Linked DNA regions of Macaca mulatta: region 1 is linked to region 2. Evidence: chromatin contacts called from public Hi-C data. All regions are on one chromosome and are shown on one strand. Each heading gives the region's core, a stretch centred on a gene start, on an enhancer-like site or on the middle of the called end of the contact. The rest is flanking DNA. Distances are from core to core; before and after follow the strand shown. Region 1 holds the start of SLC25A3 (solute carrier family 25 member 3). Region 2 holds the start of TMPO (thymopoietin).

What was found. Hi-C and Micro-C count contacts between places; a contact is called where the count stands out from the background.
Region 1: a Hi-C map of fetal cortex germinal zone shows a contact between it and region 2, with 4 times the contacts expected there. The contact joins the promoter of SLC25A3 here to the promoter of TMPO in region 2. A contact is called at or near these places in 2 of 14 Hi-C or Micro-C datasets (CD4 T cells and fetal cortex germinal zone).

The regions. Positions count from the first base shown.
Region 1 is chr11:105,889,043-105,892,580 of T2T-MMU8v2.0, reverse strand. It overlaps SLC25A3 (solute carrier family 25 member 3), which reads right to left and starts at 1,619. Exons shown (of 8, transcript NM_001257587.1): 1 at 1,548-1,619; 2 at 1,154-1,314. The coding sequence starts at 1,310. It overlaps LOC144332989 (a long non-coding RNA gene), which reads left to right and starts at 1,000. Exons shown (of 2, transcript XR_013401277.1): 1 at 1,000-1,141; 2 at 3,400-3,538.
Region 2 is chr11:105,805,538-105,809,061 of T2T-MMU8v2.0, reverse strand. It overlaps TMPO (thymopoietin), which reads right to left and starts at 1,296. Exons shown (of 4, transcript NM_001261527.1): 1 at 736-1,296. The coding sequence starts at 1,014.

The DNA of each region.
Region 1 (3,538 bases), core at 370-2,869, 83 kb before region 2:
TGCCAAAATCAGATCATTTAAAAATTATGAGGGTTCTGTATCTGATACTATTAACAGCTTGGATTCTGCCATATTCATTTTTAAAAAAGTTTTCTACATTAACGGCTTTTACAATTAAAGTCAAACTTCAAATTATTAACCACTGGTAAGAGCACACTTCAGAGTACAAATGAAACTCAGAAAGATCACCCGACGTGTAAAAGGCTTGCAAACAACTTCAAAGTTTATCCTAGCCACTAACCAATACTATCCCCACTTATGAACTCCTATAACATAAAAACAGATACACATAAATTCCTGCAGTCACATACATTTAATACACAAATAATGTTAGCTTTAATTTTAAACTGAATGACAGATAGTGTAAGTAAGGATTCTTTATCCATCCTAAAGACATAACAGAAGCACGTGAGTGATTTAAAGAAAAAAATCTTTCGATTTTACAGGCATAAGGTAGATAACATTCTCAGGACTCCTACAATTCGATTTTCAGGTTTCTCTGTATGTACACACTTCACTAGGATTTAAAACACACACAACTAAGTTAAAGCTGGGCCCAACCACAAAGAATCGCAAGAGATAATCACACCAAAGGGATGCCCACCAATTATCTCCTTTTTATTGCCTATGTAGTGCTGCAAGCTGCCTCCTCCAGTCGCATGAAAACAGGAGATCCAGTTATCTCATATATAATTAAGTGCTAAAATGACGGACCTGGCGTCGACGAATATAAAACTTAGGAAAGGACTGTTCAAGAAAACTAAGGGCAAATCAAAGGACAGGTGATACAGTTAGTAGAACTGTGGGTGGTCAGTAGTTTGGGGAAGAGACTTTACCCAATACTTAGTTGGCTGACCAAGCGGGCTCACGGCAGAGAAGATAAGGAGCTAGTCGCGGCCTTTTTTCCCTCGGGGACATGGAGGTCACGAAGGGACACAGGGCCTCAGCCCTTCCACGCCCTTGAGGGAGGGCCAAGGATCTGACACCCGCCTAGGGTGGAAAAAGCCGATATCCCCGGGCAAGCAACTGGGCGCCGTCCTACGGTGCAGCGGGCTGGACTCGTCCTTCCCTGTCCTCCAAGCCGGGTCCAGGCCTCAAACGCTGGGCAGACCACGAATAGACCACGACTGTATCAGGCAAGGTCTGATCTCACCTTCCACGGCGGCGGCTGCCAGGTTGCGAGGGCGGCGAGGCTGGCCAGTGGGCCCGGGTGGGTTGCTGCGGAGGTCCCCGAGGCCATCGTGCAGCAGCTGCAGATGTGGCGTGTTGAAGGGGTTCGCCCGCGCCAGGTGCGCCACGGACGAGAACATCTTTCTAGGGGAAGAGGGAGCGACGGTGAGATGGCAGGCAAGGCGCCGGTTAATGTTACCGGCGCCCTGGAACCCCAACCGGGCCTTTTCCTTCCCGCCTGCGCGCCCTTGAAGAGGTCACGGCGGCCTTCGAAGGAGGCTGCTCCCGGCTGGGCCCACCGCCAAAGCAGCGGCCCCACAGGGTCTCTGGGCTCCGCTCCCCACACCCGCCACAGGGGAAGGCCCGGTCACACTCACTCCCTAAGATGGCGATCACCCAACCACTCCCTTGGAAAGGTTACCGCTCACAGAGGCCGAACGTCCTCCCAGCCCTAAGATGTGTGCCCTTCGCGCGTCGTCGGCGTGACGCACACAGCGCGTCACTACAAGCATGCGTCGCCCATTGGTGGAGAAGAGCTCCGAGCCCGTAGCGTCATCGCGTTCTCCTAGCAACCTTATCCCCGCCCCTGCCCACTCCTGCTCTTCCGGCCCGGCGTGTGCGCAGGAGGATTCGTTCTGCGCAGACGCGCGTTCCGGCTGTATATTTTTTGAGAGGGGTCGGGTTCGGGATCTTAACCTGCTCGCTTTGTCCCTTCACCTTCAGGTGTCTCTTCTTGACCACAGGCTTCAGTTCGCTTCACTTAAGTGAATCACAGTATCTAGTAGTCACTTAAAAAACAAAACATGAATGCTTGATGATATATTTAGGTGTTGGAGTTAGAGAACATCACTGCAGTATTATGTGTCACAACTTCTGCCATTACAGTACTTTTTAAAATAAGTTCCATCCATTGACATTAAATATAGGTATGTCTGCATTTTTCATCAGACTTCTGGAGAATATTTTAAAAAAGAAATGTGCAGCAAGAAGTCTTACGACAGCTTGCCGCGTTATCACAATAATCTATAGAACACGTTGAAACATTGAACACCTGAGGTGTTACAGCGATGAACTAGTGAAAGTGACTGATAGCAGATTGTGCGTGTGTCTGGTTAAAACATTTAGGAAGCTTTCATTAGATTCAGCTCAACAGGGAGGGGCGTAGTTTAGTTGGGGAGAGTTTAATAGGGATTCAACCTGTTAGACTTCTGGCTCTTATATTTTCCCAGCTCTTGACAAAGTAACCTTGGGAATTTACTTCATCTCTGTGAACCTGTTCCTTAGATGTAAGATTGGGGTGGGACTGGCCTCACAGGTTCACACTGGTACAATCACACATGGCCTTACACTTAGTTTAATGCTCTGCTGATTTTGAAATTTTTCTTTTCTTTTTGTTTTTTTTTGTTTTTTTTTTTGAGACGGAGTTTCACTCTGTCACCCAGGCTGAAGTGCAGTGACGTGATCTCGGCTCACTGCAAGCTCTGCCTCCCAGGTTCACCCTATTCTCCTGCCTCGGCCTCTGGAGTAGCTGGGACTACAGGCGTGCACGACCACGCTTGGCTAATTTTTGTATTTTTTGCAGAGACGGGATTTCATCATGTTGGCTAGTCTGGTCTCGAACTCCTGACCTCAGGTGATCCACCCACCTCGGCCTCCCAATGTGCTGGGATTACAGGCCTGAGCCACCATGCCCGGCTTGAAATTCTTAATATATGTATGAACAAGGGGCCACACATTTTTTAGTTTGCACCGGACCCTGAAAATTAGGTGGCTGGTTCTGGACTGGAGTAATACTTACCTTGCAAAGTCTATGAGAACTCAATGAGATAATGTCTAAAAGTCTACAGAAGATGTTCCCTAAAAAAAGTCAGCTCTGAGGCTGCAGCATCATGGCACTCTCTTAGCAACACTATCCCAGAACCAGCCCTTCTGGCTCAACTAAAGTCCCAGGAAGAATTCCAGAGTGGAGGGCACAGGAAGGGAAGTAGTGACAGATAAAGTTAAAAAAGTACACTAGCACCTGATTGTCCAGGGCCTCACATACCAGACTGAGGAGTCTAATCTTATATAGATAGGCAGTCAGTGAAGGGTCTGGACTTTCTTTGTCTATTTTTTGGTTAATTCAACTTTATAGTGCTTTTCTAATCTAAAAATCTTTTGTCATGAAAAAAATCAAATATCATGTAAAAATATATGACTGTGGTGAATCTTCCTATTCCCTTCCCCCAGCACCGGATAATACTGCCCTTTGCCGCACATTTTTTCAGCTGGATCAACTGGTACCCTTCACCGTGGGGCTGCACATGCTTGTGGCCCAGAACGCAGAGAAGTTGATCTAGAAGATCCAGTGGTAACTGAAGGAGCTGCA
Region 2 (3,524 bases), core at 47-2,546:
CAGTGAGCCGACATCACGCCATTGCACGCCAGCCTGGGCAACAGGAGCGAAACTCCATCTCAAAAATAAATAAATAAATATTTAAAAATTATAATAGGCGCTTTAAAATGTAGTTTAAACTGTTCCTTTCAATTCTGCGTGAAGCCGTCCCGCCAAAAGATGTCCTGTTGGTGGGAAAAATTAAACTAGAAAACATAAACGGTTCAAAAAGCCCTCCATACGCAAAAGTATAAAAAGGCGGGAATTTCCTTAATTCAAATTTTGGTTAGAAATTAGTGTGTCATCAGTTGCCCTCCAGGGAGCGCTGTGAGACTCTGCTGCGAGTCATTTCAGTTAATAAAGCGGGAAAACGCTCGAACTTAACCTATAGCATTTTGGGGCCACCCCTCCAGAGCTTTCGAAAGGCCACGGAAGTCCCCGTCTAAACGCCCGCTGCCGGCAGCTGGTGGTCCAGGGAAGCCGCGTCGCCCGCGTGCAAAACAACCGCCACCAACGCAACTCCACACCTCCCAGACACACACGTCAAAGAACGCGAATCCCGGTGCCCCAACTTCTGGCCTCTCCGCTCCAGCGCCTGCAGCCCCGCGGGGAAGGGGCAACGCGAGGGGGCGCAGGGACAGCCCCGCACCTGGGAGGCCCAAGGGGGCGCCCGGGAGGGAGGGGCTGCAAACGGCGGCGAGCGCGCGCGGCAACCGCCAAACGCCCGCCTTTGTGGCCCCGGCCCCGCGTCCTTACCCTGCCGACGGCTGCTCGGCTCCGGCCCGCGGCGGCGGCCACAGAGCCGAGAATCGGCGTGGGCTCGCGTTCCTCGTCACTGGAGAAGTCCGGGGGCCCCTTGCTGTTGGCGCCGGCGGCGAGCGGCGGCCGGTTGCGCGCCGTGAGGTGCTGCAGGTAGAGCTGGACGTACACGTCTTTGCGCTGCTCCCCAGCCGGCAGCGTCACATTGTTGGCGACCAACTCACTCTTCAACTTGTCCTTCGTCAGGACCGAGGGGTCTTCCAGGAAGTCCGGCATCTCGGGGATCTGCGAAGCCCCCTCCCCGCAGCCTTCGCTGCCGCCGCTCACGCCGGCGCGCTCGCTCCTGGCCGGGGGCCGCGCTGCCGCCTCCGAGCCTCACGGCTCCTGCCCAGTAGGAGCGCTGCGGAGCGGAGCAAAAACTCGCGGACACAAAGCCAAGCCAGACCCGGACACAAAAGACCCCAGAGCCGAACTACGGACGAAGTGCAGCCAAGCTGGAAGCCCGCACCAACCCCAGCCTACACACTACAGGCAGGAGGCGAGCAGCTTGCTTCGCCCACGCCCCAAGAACGCGCGGCGCCATTGGCGGGCGACGGGAGGAAGCGCGGCGGTGATTGGCGGGACGGCCCGCGCGGGTTCCATTAGCCGCCGCGCTGAGCGAGAGGAGGTAGAAACGCAGTTTAAAAGGCGCTGGGGCGGGAGCCGAGGCGCCCGGCCCGCTTCTGTTTTCATTTTCTCCACCCTTCCCCTTAGACGCCGATAAGGGACAGGTCGTACTGCTTTTGTGCGCCGTTTCCTCTCCCTCCCCCAGCTTGAGAAGCAGCTTTCGTCTCTGGGGTCGATCGCCTACGAACCGGCCGAATTCCACGCCGGCTGTGAGGACCCTTGTCTGGGCCTTTCTTCCTCCCGGGACACTGAAGCACCGAAGAGTAGCCGCAGCCTTGCCTTCCCCAAACGCTAGCCATGAAGGGGAAGAAAAGAAGCGAGACTTGTCTGCAGGCACTCATATTCCTTGATTTGATTTACTTTGGGAGGGGGAGGGCAGGGAGTTACCCCTCTGTCTACTCGCGAACGCTTCTTTTGTTCCAGAAACCCGGGAGAAGCCAGACCTCTACCATCGGGCACTTTACCCTTGAATTTGTGACAAAAGTGTACTATACCGTTCACTTCTTAGTCTCGTAGTTGGGGCATGTCTAAATTGTTTAATTTGAACAGTGCGTTGAGACTCAAGACAAATTCGCGCTTGCATTTTTGTTGAAACCGATCCTGGCTTTGGATCCCACTAACGTTTGATAACAAAACGAAGCCGAACCCTTGGGAACCCCCTCAATGGTCAATTTAAAATAGCAGATGTTGCGTAATCCTAAAGGAAGCCTAGTGACCTATAATTAGGCCGAGAACCCTAATCAAACCCGTATTACTAATCCAAATTAAAACCTGGTAGTGACTGCAATTAAAATGTTTGCCTGAAAATTAGTATCACTGATGACAAATATTTGTATTTCTGATGAATATGTATGATTAAAGATTCTAGAAAAGAAAGGAGACCTTGGATCAAGAATGTGTTAATAATTTCCCCAGAATCTGAGCTCCAAACTATATTTTAGAAACTGATTACATTTTTTTTGGTTTGCCTGCTTTCTACACTGTTAGGTTAGAATATATTTAAAACAAACGCTTTCACTAAAAATGTTTCCTATGATTTAAGCGACTTACTTTTGTTCAAATTGAGGAGATACTTCTTTTAGTGATATTTTCCTAGAGGTAACTAGTTTATAAAAATCTCAGTATCCATATATAAGCAATGGTATTAAGCTCAATAATGCAAATTAAAAATCAGGTTTTAATTAGCAAGTTGTTAGGTAGATTTTTATGATCCCTTGTAAAAGTTACTTGGTTTTTTGCCCCTACGGCTTCCCTGGACACATAGGCAAATGTTTTTATCTTCAGAAGGGGAACTGAGCTGAGAGGCAAAGGACCATGATTTTGCAATGACTGGTAACCCAGTACGTATAATGCAAGAACTGCATTCTAGATGCCTGCAATTAATGTTTCCTGGGCAAAAACATTTTCATTATCTTTTTCTTATACCTGGACATTAGCTACAGGTGGTTATACTTGCGGATTTACTGCTGTAGAACTCCAAAATTGAGATTACACTTAACAGATTCAGCATACCCTAACACAAAGAGGTTAGGCTATTGAGATTGGGTGGTCTCTTTGGTCCTGATTGCTACTTCCAAACTATTTCTGCTCTTTTCTCCTTCAAAAATACTTGAAGTTCATATCTTCTGGCCAAATCACCTTCTACTCTCCTTACTGCCATCATCCACGAGCCTCCTGGCCACTTCCCAGAAATTATAGAGCTGCTTGTCGTAGGTTTTCCTCACCATCCCTCTTGTCTACATTCTATCTGAATTCAACATCCTTGTAGGTGACCCATGCAACACCAACACTTGGCCTCTTAGACCTCTGACCTCTTCATCTCCAAGAATTTGTTCCTCTGTTGCGTCTTAACCACTTCGGTGTCACTCAGATTCTGAACCTTGTCATCAGTTGAAATCTCAGTTTCAAGCTTCCCAATTTGTCAATCACTAGCCCTTTTTTCCCAGCTAATTTATTGTACTCTCAATTACCTAATTAAGACCTCCACTCTATTAACCCCAACACTTAAAAAAACTCAACTCTTCTGCTTCTGCGATCATATAATCATTTTGCAAGTCACCTGACTTAAATTCCCTAATCAGTCCTTTTCATCCTCTTTTACAAACATTTTCAACTCTGAT